2 separate regions of the Oryctolagus cuniculus genome follow, and region 2 is linked to region 1. Evidence: chromatin contacts called from public Hi-C data. All regions are on one chromosome and are shown on one strand. The core of a region is the stretch at or near the end of the contact, and the rest is flanking DNA. Distances in the headings are between cores, read along the strand shown.

The links. Hi-C and Micro-C count contacts between places; a contact is called where the count stands out from the background.
Region 2: a contact with region 1 is called in a Hi-C map of skin fibroblasts, with 2.0 times the contacts expected there. The contact joins the promoter of ERH here to the promoter of GALNT16 in region 1. A contact is called at or near these places in 4 of 6 Hi-C or Micro-C datasets (ear pinna, psoas muscle, skin fibroblasts and 1 more).

What each region holds. Positions count from the first base shown.
Region 1 is chr20:15,133,879-15,139,566 of mOryCun1.1, reverse strand. GALNT16 (polypeptide N-acetylgalactosaminyltransferase 16) reads right to left here and starts at 2,831. Exons shown (of 15, transcript XM_051826331.2): 1 at 2,269-2,831. The coding sequence starts at 2,445.
Region 2 is chr20:15,278,711-15,284,309 of mOryCun1.1, reverse strand. ERH (ERH mRNA splicing and mitosis factor) reads left to right here and starts at 2,160. Exons shown (of 4, transcript XM_002721665.5): 1 at 2,160-2,313; 2 at 4,971-5,058. The coding sequence starts at 2,311. It overlaps SLC39A9 (solute carrier family 39 member 9), which reads right to left and starts at 1,883. Exons shown (of 7, transcript XM_002721664.5): 1 at 1,066-1,883. The coding sequence starts at 1,176.

The sequences.
Region 1 (5,688 bases), core at 1,582-4,081:
TCTTTCTGCCTCTCAAATAAGTAAACATTAGCAAAACATACGAAGTGGCTATGTATGCAGCTTGGACCTTCAGGGCTTTAGGGAGTGCTGAAGTTGTGCTGTGTGCACCAACGCGGGGCTTCGAGGCGCTTCCAGCAGAGTCAGTGCACGTATTGCTTGGGTCCTACTGAGGACCACACTGAAGTGAAATAACTGAGACAGCAACACAGCACAAGGCAGTGCCAGAGGCAGGGTGTGGCGGGGCAGGTGCAGAGGGACCAGGGCTGCTGGAACAGACACCCAGAGCCAAAGCTTCAGGACAGAGAGGCAGCCGGCCTGAGAAGCCGGAGGGGGCTCTGAGGCCCCCCAGAACTCCCTTTCCTCCTGCACCTCCACCTCCTGGCTGCCAGGTATCTCATCTTAAACTTAGCAGTCCTGTCTCCTCCACAGCAAGTAAGTTCCTGCTGGGATGAGGATTTCGCTGGCACTCCACGGCCTCCCGCTGCCATCCTTTAAGCCCAACAGTGCCCCCTGTACCACTCCAGGGCTCGCACAGCCAGTGCCTTCCCCACTCATCTCCCATCTGGCAGGGCGCTGGGCGGAGCAGGGCGGAGGTGCAGCAGCAAGCTCAGGACCCAGGGATCTGAAGCAGAGCTTCCTTACCCTCTTCCCTCCCCTCCCCTCCTCCTCCTCCCCTTCCAGCTCGGAGCCTCTCCCCACCTCACACATGGGACAGGACGGGGGATCTGGCCAGCCCTCGGCTCCCCTGCTAGCTCTTGGGTGGCCTCCCTGCCACCACGGCTGGTCCTCTCCAGAGGTAAGCATGGGGGCTGCAGGGCTGGGGTCCAGCTCCGGCCTGTCCAGCAGCTCTCTCATCTCACTCCGGGCTTCCAGCTGCAGCAGGCTTCCCCTGCTCTGTCTCTCTGTGCAAACACCCACGAGTGCTTCGGGAACAGTGTCTCCAGCACGGGGCAGAGGGACTACTCCACCCAACCGGGCTGGCTCCAGAGAGCGGGCCACACGGATCTAGGACAAAACCCACAACCCCCAGAGCCCCTCGAGCTAAGCTCAGAAGTCATAAGGCATCTGGGGCACGAGGAGGCCCTGAGGGCGCGTCCACACGGACCCTCCCCGTATTCTTGCAGGGTACAGCCGCCTGTGGACAAGTACCTCTCGACCTGGCGCCTCCTGAGGAGCCAGTACCGCCCCCGCCCCCGCCCCCGAGCACCGTGTCCTCCTAGTGCCCGTCGGGCCCAGCGGCCACCACTCGGCAGGCCGTCCCGAGGGTCACGCAGAGCTCTCGCCCACCACGCGCAGCGGTCGGCAGATCGCGTCCGCCGGAGCGCGCTCCCAGCGGGTCCCAGAGCCTCCAGCCTCAACAGGTGCCCCTGCTTGGCCACACAGAGCTGTCACCGGGGCGAAGGCGGAGCCAGGGACGCCCCCTGCAGGACGGCTGGGGCTCCGCACGCCCCCGCCGGGGACCCCAGGGCTCCGACGACCCCCGCAGCTCCGCTGAGGCGCCCGGCGGGCCACACCGCCTTTGTTTCCACGGCGGGGCTTAGATGACGCGGGCTGACCTCAAGCTAGGGAATGACCCGGCCGGGGCGCGGACCCATACTGCCCTCTGGTCCGTGCAGGGGGTGAGGGTGGGGGGTGGGGGATCCTAACGTTGGGGTGAGGGGAGCAGACCAGACCTCCCCCTCCCCCCCGACTCAGAGAACACCGCAGGGTGTCAGTGCGGAGAAACCGGTTCAAGTTGACGCGGGCTGAGAACGGGGCGCGAAGGCAGGAGCAACGCCTAGCGACCCTCTCCTCCCCACGCCGCCACCGACGTCCTTTGCCCCCAGGAGGCTGGAGAGGGGGCGCGCACCTCCACCTACGCGCTCGGCTGCGCGCCGCTCCCAACGCCTGCCTGCTGCGCTCAAGGTCCAGGAGACGCCAGCCCGCGCGGCGGAGGAGCCCGCAGCCCCCCAACCCCCGGGCCGGCGGCGCCTTGCGGGGAGAGCCGCCACGTTCCCCGTCGCGCGCGCACGCCGGGCCCACCAAACTTGCAGCACTTTCTCCCAGCCCCCACCCGCTGTCACCCTCCCCTCATCCGCGCACCCCGGTCCCGCCAGCCGGGCCGAGGTTGCCATAACAACGAGCTGGAATGCTCCAACATATACAAAGCCGGCCCGGCGCGGCGGGCACTCAGCCCCCGGCCGGGCCCCGCGCCCTCGGCTGCCGCGCGGGGGCAGGACGCGCGCCGCGGCTCCCCGGCCGGCCGCGCGGCGCACCGGGCGGACTCACAATGAGCGGGATGGTGCGGTCCTCGCGGAGCTGCTCCGGCCTCCCGCCGGCCCTCGGCGCGCCCCGGCCGCCGGAGGATGCTGCGTGGGCTCGGTTGTCCTGCCATAAGTAGTAGAAAGTGCCCAGGATCCAGGCTACGGTCAGGATGGCGATAGCATTGGCGCGGATTTTCCTCATGGTGGGCGGACGGGCGCCCCGGCTGGGGGCCGGGCCGGCTGCTCTCCGGGCCGGGGCGGGGGCGCTCGCAGCCCCAGCTGTTTGTTTGCGCTCGCGCCTGGCTGCTCAGTCCTGCAGAGCAGAAAAAGGAGCGAGGTGGGGGGGGGTGGGGGTGATAGGGAGAGACAGGATCGCCGAGCGATCCTCACGGTCCTAATGCCCTTCAGCCCCGAGCGCGCGCGTCCCCCGGGCGCCCATTCATTCACGCGCACAGCCCGCCCTGCGCTCCAGCCGCTGCCGGCCGCTGCGCACCGGGAGAGGAGCGCGCGGGCCTGCCTCTGGTGCCCGGGGCCCCAGCCGAGACCGACGCCCGCGGCGGAATGGCGACGGGCCAGAGCCAGCCTTGGCTCCCAGCGCCCAGGGCACCGAGAGCCCGGCGGCTGCCCCCGCGCGGCCCTGCTCGGTCCCGCCTACCCAGACTCACCCCGGGACCGAGCGGCCCTGAGTCACCGGCTGGAGATGCGCGACCCCCGGCCTGGGCCCGCCCCGTGGAGCTGCAGTTCCGGGCCGCGCTCTGAACTGCGCTCTGGCGCGGGGTTCAAGGTGTGTGTTTGGCGAGTCCTTGGGAAGGAGCGCCTGGGTGGGGAGGAGAGCCCAGAGTTTGCACTGGAATCCTCCGCAGCCTTCGATTCAGAGCCGCCCGAGGGCCCGCCCCGAGGAGGGCTTGGAAGCTGGTGCACTTGACATTCGGGGAGAGCGCAGGGCATGCGACGGTGCCTCAAAGCTGGCGCAAGGAGAACGGGGGTGCAGCCACCTCACGTCTTTCCCTAGCCTGGCGCTAACAGCTTTCACGATGCTTCCCCCCCCACTCATCATCAGATGATTCTCCCCACGATGCCTGGCTAATGAGTGGACAGAGCCCGGTGTCCAAGCTATCGCCCATCTGACACTTTCCAACGAAGTGCAGAACGCGGTGGGAAGAGACCAGGACCCAGACGCCGCTGAGTTTGCGCCCCGTTAAGAATCGGCTGGGAACTACTCCGGATCCGGGCAGAAGGCACGGTGGGCTGGACTCCTCACCGGCACAGGGCTGGGCACAGAGCAACAGATGTGAAATAAGCAGGAAGTCGGCGGGGTGGGGGGAGAATATTGCAAGGTGGTCTTTTGGGAGGCTTCTCAGAGAAAGTGGATAAATCCTTTGACTAAATCCCCAAGGGGCAGGGAAGGGGGAGGGGAGGGGTTAGGGTGCGGGCTGCAGCAGTCATGGGAGCAGAGGTCCAGGACATGGAACTGCTGGATGAGCTCTGAGAGAGGGCTGTCCGGCACTGCACGGGAGCCAGGATGCTGGAAGGGTTTGGTGGGAGTTGGCATTGGCTGTTGGGGGCCCCTCTGGACTCAGGAGGGCCTCGAATGCCAGGGGCAGAGGTGGCAGCAGAGTTGCTTCCTGCTCGGACTGGTGGACACTGCATCTGAAGACACAGATAGGGTCCCGTCTCCACATGAAGCCGCTTTAGGCACTGATTCCCTCTCCCTCCTCCGCCCCCATCCTTACACTAGGGGCACACAAGTGAAATCAGACAGTGTTTTCCGTTTTTTTCAGCACCAGGACTGAGCATGCCTGTAATGGATGTTCCCTGTACATTTCAGGTGAAGGGAAGACAACTCGGCATTTTGATGCCGGAAGCCGGGTCACAGCTGCAACTATGATTCCCCTCTCATCACAAGGATGCCTAAGTGCACCCGAAGTGGCCCAGCCAGCAATGTGGACCTCCAAAGACAGGATGTGGAAAAGGGGGTCCTGCAGAGGGCCTAGCAAGGCAGCTGAGGGCCGGCATCGTGACAACATATCCTGTGACCATGTAGCGTCCCCTTTCCACAGATGGTGAGACCGATGCCTGTGGGGGTCCCCAGCCATCCAGGAGAGCAGCCGCACCAGAGGTTCGTTTGGCTCATGGTTCTGGAGGCCGGGACACCTCAGAGCATGGCGCCTACATGGCGCCTACATCTTCATGCCTTCTGGTGAGGGTGTTTTCTTTCTCTCTTTTTTTTTTTTCTTTTTTTAAAGATTTGTTATTTGAAAGACTTCCACAGAGAGATCTTCTATCCACTGGTTCACTCCCCAGATGGCCACAATGGCTGGGGCTGGGCCAGGCCCGAAGCCAGGAGCTTCATCCAGGACTCCCACATGGGTGTCAGGGGCCATCCTCCCCTGCTTTCCCAGGCCATAGCAGGGAGCTGGATGGGAAGTAGGGCAGCTGGAACTTGAACCAGCACCCATATGGGATGCCACCATCGCAGGCAGTGGCTTTATCCGCTACGCCACAGCGCCGGCCCCAAGGGCCCTCTTGCTGCATTGTAGCAGGGCAGGTGCGCTAGGCTCAGGTCTCTCTTCCTCTTTGTATAAAGTCACTGATGCCATCATGCCCCCCACCCTCCCTGTCCTCATCTAATCCCAACCACCTCCACATACCATTAACTTAGGACTTTGAGGGACAGGAACAAAATTCTAATGCATGAACTTTGGGGACACATTCAGAGCCTCGCGTGGGGGCTGCCCCATGGAGAGAGGACGAGAAAGGAGGGAAGGAATGACCCCGATTCTGGTGAGCAACTGCAGGAGCCACCGTGTTACACGGATTGTGCAACAGGCCAGCTGCTGCACTTGGGGAAGGGAGGACCGCAGGGGCTGTGAGCTACTGAGCGAGGTGTCCGATACTTGCACTAGGAACAAGGAATTCATGCATAGGAGAAAGGCAGAAAGCTGCGGACCAGCAAGAGCAGTCCCAGAGGCAGAGCTCTGTCTAAGGCCTCCCCGTTCCCACAGCCTCTGCAGAGCCGAGGTCGTCAGAGCAGACCAGATGGCCCACCAAGACGCCAGGCCCGGGCCTGCCACGTGCCTGTCAGAGGAAATGAATGAATGGATGGCTGTGCAGGGTGGCAGGCTGCTGCCGCTCCCCATTCTGTCCCATGAAAATGCCACGCGGCAAGTCCAGTGCCTGTTTGCCCATTGGCTGGGTATTTCCGGGCCCTTCTTTGTCCTTCCTTCTTGGACACTTACCACACCAGGCGCTCCTAGGTCCTAGGGATACAAAATGAACAGGATCTGGCCCCAGCTTCTGAGGAGCCCAGTAGTTGACAACAGGGAAATAAACATAAAAACAGGATGATGTGATAGGGGTCTACAGAGAGAGCACCTTCACAGACCAGAAGTCACTTGAGAGCTGATCCTTAAGGTGTTAAAGAGTGGGCTCCCTGGGAAGAGGG
Region 2 (5,599 bases), core at 911-3,410, 150 kb before region 1:
ATACTGCATGAACTTGCTCAGCTCACACGATCTGAGTCTGTTTCCTCATCGAGTATTAAAATGAAGTCAGGTAATGCACATCATAAAAATAAAACGTTATCATTAGATGCTGAGGGGTGCAGCAAAAAAGGAAAACAGAAAAGGAACGGTAACGCCTGCAGCCTCCCTTCCATCTGGCTGCGAACTTCCAGCACTTCGCCCCAGCTACTCCGCCAGTGGGCTGCTTTTCCCTCCTCACCGTCTTCAAGGCCGCCTCGCACCTCACCCCGGTTCCCTGTCCTCGCCTCTCTAGGGCCCTCTGCTCTCCCCTTCCCTCTGAGGGCACTTTCAGGACACGCGTCACTGAGGCAGGACAAACTCACAAGAACCTGCTACTTCTGAATCACCATTTCTCTCCCTACCCTCTCACCGCGGGCACATTCGACAATATCAAGAATCCACGTGCATTCGCACTGAGCAACGCTCTCATCTATCCTCTTCCCCTGCTAATGTGTATTCCACGAATGACAACCAAATTAACCAAAATGTGACAACACATTAACCAAAAATGCATTTCAAAGCAAACAGGGATGAAAACTTCAGAACAGAATTTCAATGCTTTTCTTTAAAAGGAAATGTAACTTAAAAACCACTTGTGTTTTTTCCCCCTTACATTCACAGCGATCTGCGATCTAAAAAAAAAAAAAAAAAAAAAAAAACAGAAAAACAAAATATTTCACTTTCTCAAGAAGAGAAGTCATCACATTGATTTGAACACATATGGACAAACAACATTCTCCATTTATCTTCTCGCTAACAATCTAGAGCCTGATTCCTTGAAACTTCTGGGAATCTTTATAAGCGGTTTCAGAATATCCCAAGATCTTCCGTGGAGTACCCACCCACCCAAGACGAAGAATTCTGGCTCTATCTAAGGTTTGGTTCTATTACTTAAATGCTACCCATCTTTTCTTCCTTGATGGGGCCGCGAGCTCGGAGACGAACCAGGAAGCAGCTCCCCCTTGCCACTGTCACTACCGGCCAGGAGCCATCCTGACAGCGGACACAAAACGTAGAATCTCTTACCTCTGAGAAATTAACAGCCAGGGGAATGATGCCAGCCACGTAACATCCCACCAACATAGCCAGAGAGAGCAAGCTAATGGAGAGGAAATCATCCATTCTGCCCTCGTTCATCCAACCACCACCACCAGACCACAAAATTCCAGTGGCTCCAATGGGTGCTTAGCTTCTTGACACACGTGCCGCGGTTCCAAGAGAACAAGTGCGCTCGCCAGTCCTTGCGACCTCCCCACCTGCGGCTGTGTCCACGAGGCACCTTTCTCTCGCACGTACCTGCCAAGAGCCCCTTTTTGCTGATATTAGCACCAGAGAGAACTTTTCAGCAATCCTGGGCCCCTGCCAATGCCTGTCACTGGGTTCTCGGGGGGTAAAGAGCACTGGGGAAATGGGCGAACGAGCGACTTCTTCGATCTTCGGAATGAGGGTGCACAACGGCACCCCCCCACCCCCCAGACAACGTCCCAGGCGGCAGCAGGAAAGGCAGCACAGTCCAAGCGAACCCGCGCGTCGTGGCGGCGACCCTGGTTTCCCTGAGGCGGGCCCCGCGGGTGATCCGCCCCCCAGGGATGGGACCAGCCCACCAGTCCCAGCAAACTCTCCGCCAAGTCTGGACGAGGGAAATGAGTCCTGTAGGTCTCTAACGAAGAGTCCTAGAGGTTCAGCAGCGAAGCTGACATAAAGCTGTCTCTGCCCTACACCCGGCGCTGCCCATGCTATTCCACTCCGCCGGGCCTTGACTCGGAGTCACGGATACTACAGCTGCCATGGCCGCCAAGTGGCACCTCTTCATTACATCCACTTCCGGATTGCCTCACTGGCCCCGGCTTCAGAAAAGCACTTCCGGGTTACAACCGACCTATGGCCCGGGCTACTTATGCGGCCGCCATTTTTGAGTAGGGCTGGTGAAAAAATGACCGGTGTCCCTGTCTATACCGGCCATCATTCTAGTCGTACTTCTAATAAAAAGGGTACGGGAAATAGAGTCTTGAAAAAGAGCGTTCTTTTTACAGCGCCGAAGCTTTCCCTACGTAGTTCTTCGCCCTTATCCAAGATGGCTGAAGCCGAGTCAGTATCTGCTCTAGCTGCCGGAAGCGTGTGCGTCTCTATGGTACGAAGGTTCTCTTCGCGTCGCGCTCCCGACGATTTCCGGCGGCTCCTCTCGCGGGGATTGGCTGTTGGCGGCGTTGCGGCTAAGCTCGTGTGCGGCGGCGGTGTCGGCAGCGGCTGCAAAGAGAAGAGTTTGGCGCGATGGTGAGAAAGGCCCTTGCGGCTCCCCGAGGCCCCCGTTTTGCAAGCGACCTCAGTCCCGTACATCTCCCCAGCCTCTTGCCCTGACTCTCCCAGCGCGCGCGCTTGCAGCTCCCCGTCCCTGCAGCTCGTGGCTCGACCCTTCCCCTTCCCGCCGCGGGGACGCGGGGCCTGGCTGTAGGCCCCGGAGCCCGGGTCCGCCCTACGGTTGCGCGCCCGCCTGCTGGCTCGAGCGAGGCGTGCCGTGGGTCTGCGGATACGCTCGCTCTCTCTGGCCGCTGGGTGGAGGGAGGCGTGAGGGTGCTGCTCCTTCCCTCCAAGCATGCTGCTGTAGGAACAATGGCCGAGAGACGTCTGACAAACCCCTTCCCGAAACTGACAGAATCGCCGGCTTCCTGGAGCCAGCCTGTGAGCCCAGAGGGGTCGTGTTGGCTCCGAAGGGGGCTTCCTCAGCCGTTCCCTTTTGTTTTCCAGCGCCCTGCCTGCCCCCCACCCCTTATTTTTTACCTCCTTTTTCGCCTTCTCTGAGACTCCTAGGTGCCTCATTGGGCTTCTGCCTCCGCCTTCAGTCTTGTTCTTAGCCCTTCTTAAGTCCCTGGGGACCAGAGGCAGACAAGGTGGGGTCCCGGGCCGGGCCTCCCGACGCCTGTGAGCGGGGCGGCGGGGCGATGGGTGGGCTTTTGTCTCTAGATCAAGAGAGAGGAATCGGGGCTGCCTCCACACGTAGACTTTCCTTTTCTGGTTGCCGCGGGGGTTAGCAAGGAACTTCTCCAGGTGTGCTTTGCTGAGTTGAGCTGCTTCATTGTTTGGCCCAACATGGTCTCCCGAAGAGGACTGAGTTAGACCATCTTTCCGGTTCCATAACCAGCAGTGTGACCTTGGGCAAGTCGTTGGACCTCTGAGTTTCCTTCCCTGGCTTTATGTCACCATGTGGTACTGTGTCCGAATGCTTAGATTGAAACCTGAGAAAGTCCCAGTAACAGGTCCATCCCGCGTCGGATGGATGTGGGCAACAGTTACTTATCGAAGTAGGCTGAGGATCAGAACTTGTAAGTGTCCCTTCCTTCCTTCTGTAGCATTCCACCGACATAGCCAGGGACAGAAGACCAGACTTTGTCCCTCCCTCCCTCCCCTTCCCTGGTAGTTTGGGGGAAAGCATTTGAAGCTAATTGACGTATTGTGGCATTTCAGCAGTAGCAGACTGACCTCTTAGAGTTCATGTTTGGGGGGCGGTTACCCCTTCATCCGAGTGAATCGCTACTGCTTGGTAACCAGAGAATAAGGATTTTATTAAGGAAATGGGTTTTCACAGTCTTCTTATTGTGTAGATAGAAGATCATAGATGTATATGCTATAAACTAGATTTATAAGAGGAAAAGCACTCCCCTGAGAAAGGACCATAGAAAGCAAGGACCAAATCTGTCCAGAAGGGAAAAGAGTGATAAGGCAAATATGTTTGGATTTCTAATAAAACCGAAGTGTTCTAAAAAGAGCTCCCAAGAAGAAAGTGGAAGGGTATAGTGATCCTTAAAGGCTTGGTAACAGGGAAGCACTGCCACTTAAAAATGGCAGCCATCTTGAGTGCAGTTTTTAGAATTTAGGTTTTTAGAATTTAGTCAGGTTCCACTCTTAGTAGTTTTAAATCCTTATCTTTGGGCAGCAGTATTGAAAAGCCCCAGGGGAACCAGCGCTGTGGCACAGTAGGTTAGTCCTCCGGTTCGAGTCCCAACTGCTCCTCTTCCGACCCAGCTCTCTGTTGTGGCCTGGGAAAGCAGAAGATGACCCAAGTCCTTGGACCCCTGCACCCGCGTGGGAGGCCGGGAGGAAGCTCCTGGCTGGTGCAGCTCTGGCCATTGCAGCCATGTGGGGAGTGAACCAGCACCAGGTTCATTTTAAGGCTAGATGTTTTGGCCAGGAAAAATACGGTCTTGCAAAAGAGAAGAAAAAACAAGAGTGCGTTGATTGGGGATTGAGTTTATGGTGGAGTTGCATCACACTAGCATCTAACTAATGAACCTTAGGTGGCAGGTAATTGGGCAGGCTCAGTCTCAGTGGAGAGCGATGCACAGCTGAGGGAGATTCCCCGTCTTCACTCCCGCCTGTAGGGGGCATTTGGCAATGTCTGGGTATATTTTTGGTTGTCACAGCTTTGGCAGGAGGGAGGGTTAGAGTTTGCAGAAGCAGTCATGCAGGACTGGGAGGCTGAGGGACTTAGGAATCCAGTCTCTGATCCACACTTGGGCAGAGACGTAATTACTGTTGGGAGGGGAGGGACTGGGCATTTGTGGCTTAGTGGGGGGATGTCCACATCCCATATCAGAGTGCAGGTTCCCAACTACTCCAACTTCTGTTCCAACTCCCTTGTAATGTACCTGGGGAGCAGCAGGTGATGGCTGAGAGCGCTTGAGTTGCTGCCGGCTGCGTAAGCAGATCTGGATGGAGTTCCTAGCTCCTGGCTGTTGCGGCCACTTAGGGAGTGAGCCAGTGGATAAAAAATTGAGGTTCTCTCTCTATCGACCTTTCAAATAAATAAAACTGTCAGATGAAGACACTGTGTTTTAATATAATGATTATGTCATGAATAAGGATTGTATACGATACTGTGGATTTCTCCAGTAGAAACTTAGACACTTACATTGAAATCACTTCTTCCCTTGCAGTCTCATACCATTTTGCTGGTACAGCCTACCAAGAGGCCAGAAGGCAGAACTTACGCTGACTATGAATCTGTGAATGAATGCATGGAAGGTGAGCTTAACACCCATCGGGGGCAGAAATCTTTGAGGTTTTTTTTTCCCCACTGAAACTTACTATTAAAATGTGTTTTGTTTAGAAACTGGGTTTGTTTTTCTCCATAGATTTCTGAATGTATTACTTTGTTAGGGAAAAGTAGATACTTAGGATAGACCGTACTTGTTGAATATTTCAAACATGAACTATGCACACGGTCTTTTCCTGCTGCAAGTATGCATTTCAAACCCAAGCCCTGTATATAACAAATAACTTCCCAAGGCTTCTCACTGTTTTCTGAGTACATTGCTGATTGTTACTTGGTCGTGCTGCAGACATCCGTAGATAGCCCCATACGTTCTCGTTAGAACTAGCACTGGAGTTGCTAAGCCGCTAGGGACAGCTTCTGAATTTTAGATTGCTGATTGTACATAGAAACGTTAAGAGCATTGAGATTTAGTTACAGCCATCAGAGTGTTGTTAGAAATTAAAGCTTAGCGGGCCAGTGCTGTGGCGTGGTAGGTTAAGCCTCTGGTGCTGGCATCCTATATGGATGTTG